Regions from separate parts of the Gossypium arboreum genome. Here region 1 is linked to region 2. Evidence: chromatin contacts called from public Hi-C data. All regions are on one chromosome and are shown on one strand. Each heading gives the region's core, a stretch centred on a gene start, on an enhancer-like site or on the middle of the called end of the contact. The rest is flanking DNA. Distances are from core to core; before and after follow the strand shown. Region 1 holds the start of LOC108469863 (FT-interacting protein 3-like). Region 2 holds the start of LOC108474523.

The links. Hi-C and Micro-C count contacts between places; a contact is called where the count stands out from the background.
Region 1: a Hi-C map of leaf shows a contact between it and region 2, with 6 times the contacts expected there. The contact joins the promoter of LOC108469863 here to the promoter of LOC108474523 in region 2. A contact is called at or near these places in 2 of 5 Hi-C or Micro-C datasets (both in leaf).

The regions. Positions count from the first base shown.
Region 1 is chr8:24,590,625-24,593,335 of ASM2569848v2, forward strand. LOC108469863 (FT-interacting protein 3-like) reads right to left here and starts at 1,304. Exons shown (of 2, transcript XM_017770936.2): 1 at 1,079-1,304; 2 at 1-319. The coding sequence starts at 245.
Region 2 is chr8:24,305,002-24,307,855 of ASM2569848v2, forward strand. LOC108474523 reads right to left here and starts at 1,514. Exons shown (of 6, transcript XM_017776471.2): 1 at 1,384-1,514; 2 at 135-847. The coding sequence starts at 839.

The DNA.
Region 1 (2,711 bases), core at 54-2,553, 290 kb after region 2:
TTGTTTGCTTTGTTATGGTTGTAAACAAAAGCTTCAAGTGGGAGGCTTGACAACTTGTTTGGATCCGATACATTGAAATAGAAACTCTCGTTCCATACCGGATTGAGATCTTTCTCTTTAGTAGTGGTCCGGCATCTCTGGCCATCGAACTCGAGCTCCACAAAGGCACAGAATGATCCCTGCCCATCTTTGGCTAACAGGTCATGCGCCCCCACCACCTCCACCCCCAACTTGAGACTACTCATAGTTTGTATCAATCAAACCGGAACCAGAAATCACTTTATTGACTATCGATAATTGAAGTCGATCAAAATAATACCTGAAATAAAAAGAAAACTAACAGTTTAACAATGATAATTCATGTATGAATTTAAAACAGATGAATTTCAGTCCCTCCATGAACAAATAAGCAAGCAATATCGAAAGGATATAAGCACTGAAAATGCAAAAAAGCGCAAAACACAACAAATTAATACAACAAGAACCCAGTATAATGAGAATTAGCATGAAACTGCAATGAATTTTTTTATATATAAATAACTATTTTTTTCAATTTAAATTCTCCAAATTCTTGACAACAAAGCAGTATATAATCTGTAATTTTATCATGTAAAATTATGAAAAAGGAAAGTTGAGATTCCAGTCAGAGATTAAAAAGGGGAAATAATTCCATGAATTTTTTTCTCATACTAAAGCAAGATTCTGAGAGAAAGATACCATACTTTAGTTTCACATCAGAATATATATATACACACACATAGGATCTTTTTGATCCTTTTACAAAATCAAAGCTCAGTCTATGTTTCCTTCTGGGAAACAATTACTGGGTTTTTTTTTTTTGTTATTTAAGAAACTTATAGCAAAAACTTTCCTCTATGAAAAGCGTCTATTTTTTTTTTTTTTAAAGTTTGAAGAAAGAAAAGGAAGAATCAGCTTACTTTTTTCAGGTTTCAAAGAACACCCAACAATCAGATACCAAGAGTAGAAAAAACCCCGAATACACAATAAAAATTAAATAAAATCATCGAACAAGAAGAAAAGAATTTAAGGGAATTTAAAGAGATTAAAAACAACTGACCTCTGTTTTAAAAGCTGAAAGCTCTGTTAGGAAAGTGAAAGGAAGCTTGAAAGGAGTGTATATGATAGCATCTATGAAACTTAGGAGAGAAGGAGATTAATTTAAAAATTTAGAAATAAAATACAGTTTGACCGAGAGAATATCAGAGAGTCGTCTAAAACGAGTAAAATGAAATGTTTTTTTCTGAAGATGATGGAGATAAATTAAAGAAAAATCAAAACGAAATAAGAAGGGATTCACTGTTTAAATTTAATTATCAGTTTCCAACTTTCCTTTTTTCCCTTTTGGTTAAATTTCACGAAAGTCCCTGTAACATTCTTGGGAAATTTAGTTTATGTGCTAAAATTTGTCATTTTTAACCTTTTACTTTTTCAAAATGTGTATTTTTAAATTTTATTAAATAATTTCACTTGGATTTTTTAAAATATATGATGCTGCGGCATGTATACTTTGCAATTATTTTTAGTTTTGGATAAATATTATACAGTTTTCTTTTCTTTAAACGTGTAAAAAATTGTTACCATATAAAAATATCAAAATTTATATGCCAAATCATCATATTTTTAAAATTAAACCATTCCAAATTATCTGAAAAAATTAACAAAAAAATAACCACCTATTTCGAAAATATAGGATCAGAAAGGGTCAAATTACAATAGAAGGATTAAAAATGAAAAAAAGTATAAAAAAGGGTCTTTCAAGAAATATCGACCTTGTTTTTCACTTCTAATCTTATACGACAACGATACGGGTGTTGACGTTTTTTTTTTCTTTTTAATACAATTTCAACACTCTTGAATGTGCTCGTAATGGCACGCGCTGTACTTTATTGACACGTGTGGTAATTCTTTTCAAATTGCGTGTCGATGTCGTCTTTAGTTGACTGTTCTTTAATTTAATTTAGCGTGTTTTTCAAATTATTTTGACAACTTAACTGAAAATTAGATGATTGGTTCAAAAAAAAAAAATGAATATATGAATTTGTTACATTGTTCATTAATGTTTTTACGAAATGAAAAGTTTTAACTCTTTATTTTATTAAATTTTAGGGTATAATTAGGTATCAATTAAAATAATTTATCAATTGGCCAGATAAATGGTTTTAATGTATTGCTTTTATTAATAAAAATAATTATTTTTTAAAAATGAATTTTGTTGTGGGCTTTCCTCCTCCATTCATTTTCCAGATTTTATTTAGTTGATCAACAGGAAATTAAAAAGCAAAATAGAATAAAGCAAAACTTTTTGGTTCAAGGACTAGTATTCATGCTTTCCTTATTCAATGTGCTAACATTTAATAACACCAGCTAATTAGTTTTGGGAAATAAAAATACAATTATTTACAGTAAAAGAGGAAAACAAATTTGAAATTCATAACTTAGTATTCTATCCAAAAAATTCCTAAATTAGTCAAACTTGATTTTATTATGTACAAAACAACTTAAATGAGTAAAATTGTTCTCATGTAAAATTAATTAGGATTTTTTTGCATATTTAAATATGTATAGAATAGTTGAATGAAAGTTTAATAATAAAAATTGTAATTTTTTTACATATATTTGGTTGATAAAATGTAATTATATCGTAATTGTTATGCCATATTTGTAGTATAAATTATAATTATACAATTATA
Region 2 (2,854 bases), core at 264-2,763:
ATCAATAGGCATTAACTATATTTGTTTTAATCTTAAACCTTCTAACCAAATTTGGCAAGCTGAAATAAATGATCCAAGTCCATATATAAGCACACATGCATACAAGTTTACAATATATGGTATGGCAAGTTTACCTGAAGCACTACTGAATTGATTACATCTGCATATCGAACCGCCAAATTGAGCGACATACACCGAGCGGGAGCAATGGCGTAGCATCTAAACCGGTTCCTCTCTGTGATTCCCAGTTTGCTACGATTTTGAACGGCGACCATCACCAACAAGGCCACCAAGCCTGCTCCAAGGGAATGACCTGCAAATGTCAAAGTGTAGCTAGGATTCTTCTTAAGTAATTCCCTTAAAACCTCACACTCGGCATCAAAAACCCACTCGGCGGCTTTCAATAACCCGTTGTGGACATATCCACCATCAAATTTGGTCTGCCCCAGTTTGTTATCAAGCAAAACAGCATAATCACTTTCCTTGGCTAAGTTAAGTCCCCTAACAGCAAACACAATATCAGCATTTTCATGATCTAAATAAATCATGTAAGGTGGAGCTCGGCCTTGAGTTTCTTGGTCATTTCTTCTTAAAAAAACCCAATCAGGGTTAATGCCATAACCTCCAGGGGGTGCCCAAAGCGGGTTATGGAGATCATCTTCATAAACAGCTAGAATTAAACGACAAAGACGTGGGACTGGCTCAAATTCTTCCACTGTGGCTAAACCCCAGTGCTCGCTTTCATGGCCAGCAGTGTATAGACATTTCTGCCATGCCCAACGAGCACAGGCTAAACAGTAGACACATTCAAGGACGGGACAGCAACAGGCGATTGACATAGGCTCCCCTATGAATCAAACACATTTAATAACACACCATGGATCAATGTAAAGATTAAACAATATGAAATAAATACAAAAGCAGGGCTTTTTTTTTAAAAAAAAAAATCAATGGTGGAAACTGTAAAGGGTAACTTAAGTTTTCAAAGGAACTAGCCAATCAATAGGCTCTGAAAAATCCTAAGTTGGTTCACGTGTCAACCAAAAGAGAAGATGAAGAAGGGAATTCCAGATGATCAGGAAGAAACTACAAGAAAATTCTTATAATTTCACCTTGGGATTTGAATAAAAAGTGATGGACAGAAAAAAAGATCAAAAATTTTAAAATAAAAGGAGAAAACTTTGAATCAAAAAAAGGGGGAATTCAAGAAGGAAAAAGAAAGGGTATGAGGATTTGGGGTATGTGAACATTGAAGAAGCTTAATGGTGGGGTTTGTTTTATGGGTACACAGCTACCTTTCTAATTAGCAAAGGAGAAAGAAGAGACAAAAGCTTGAAAAAGAAGCCATGGCTGAATCGGCTATAAAGCTTTGTTTGTTAGTACCTGCTAGTCAAACACATTTTCGCTTGTTTTTGAGACTTTGAGTTGGCTTCAGAGAATCTACGCAAATGGAATCATTCCATTCGCTGCTTCCATGCGCGTATGCTTTCTTGCTAGTTACTTAACTATTGACTGGAAATTAATGGCTCAACTGGTTCGGCCCATTTTATTATTGGGTCCAAATGGTTGAAACTTCCTTCGTTTTTGTTTCTCAGCAATTATGGATTTCTGAAATTTTTGGTTAACAGGCCCAATGGAGCCCCGACCCGAATTACAACAGGAATGAAATTATTTTTGTGCTTTCCATCGAAATTTAGTAAATTTCTAAATTTAATTTCCGTTGAGGTGTAATGATATGGTATTTGAGATGACCTTTTTTTTTTTTTTTTTACTTGAGAAAAAAAATACTCTGAAATCAAGTTGGAAAAAATATGATAAATTTAATGTTTTAAGTTTTTTTAACATATACGATTTATGGTTGAAACAGAGTTATATGCTCAGGCCTTCAACTTTCCCTTCCATCAGTCCAAGACCAGTTGCGCCGGAGATCTGAGACGGTGAAGCCGACGAAAGATGCGAAGATTTAGAGAACTTGAAGGGGGCGTAGCGTATGATGAAAGTGAAAGTGAGAAATTAGGGTTTTAGTTTTAGAAATTGGTTTTTGTTCAAAAGAAGGAACGACAGATTGGAGTATTGGACAGAGGGAAAAAAAAAGAAAAAGAGGAAGCCCTATTTTCAAACAAGTATCCTGGTTTTCAAATTTCAAAGCCCAATCCAGTAAATGCTTAATTTGCCAAAAATATGATTTAATAAGTATTGTTTGGGCTGGCTGCTCCTGCACTAAAAAATCTTACTTGAAGTCCGGTCTATTTAAAAAATGAGATTTAATTTTTTGTTCAAATCTATTTTATGAATTTATATTTTTATCTAAATTCTTTCATTTTTCAGACAGTCCTTCTAGTCTTGTCAAGTGGCTCAGACATTAGATTAGTCTACTTTAGGTTGGGTGATGAAAAGGTAAGGCATGTAATTGCCTTACTTGATAAATTGATAATTCCACATTCAAAAATACTTTATCCCCACTGTTTTTTTAGGAGTAAATTACACCATTAGTTATTAAACTATAGGTAAGTTTTTGTTTGGATTACTTAATTAAAAAAAGTTAAAAATTAATTCAAAAGTTTCCATTTAAGTCATTGGGCTGTTAAGTTTTTTTTTTTTAAATAGTTTCGCTGATAGGTACGATGGGTCAATATCCATCAACGAGTAAAAGAACATTCCTTAGATTTAAGCCGATTTGACAGTCAATGTCAAAGATCGAAGAAAAAAGTTATTTGAATTTTAGTTTGTAAATTTGTGACTTTCAAAATTGTTTCATGAAAAAAACTAAACTGTAGAGGAGAAGAGAAAAAAGAGCTTTTGATTGGTGCAAGCAATGCAAATAGAGAAAGCTATATATAGCATCAATTTTAAT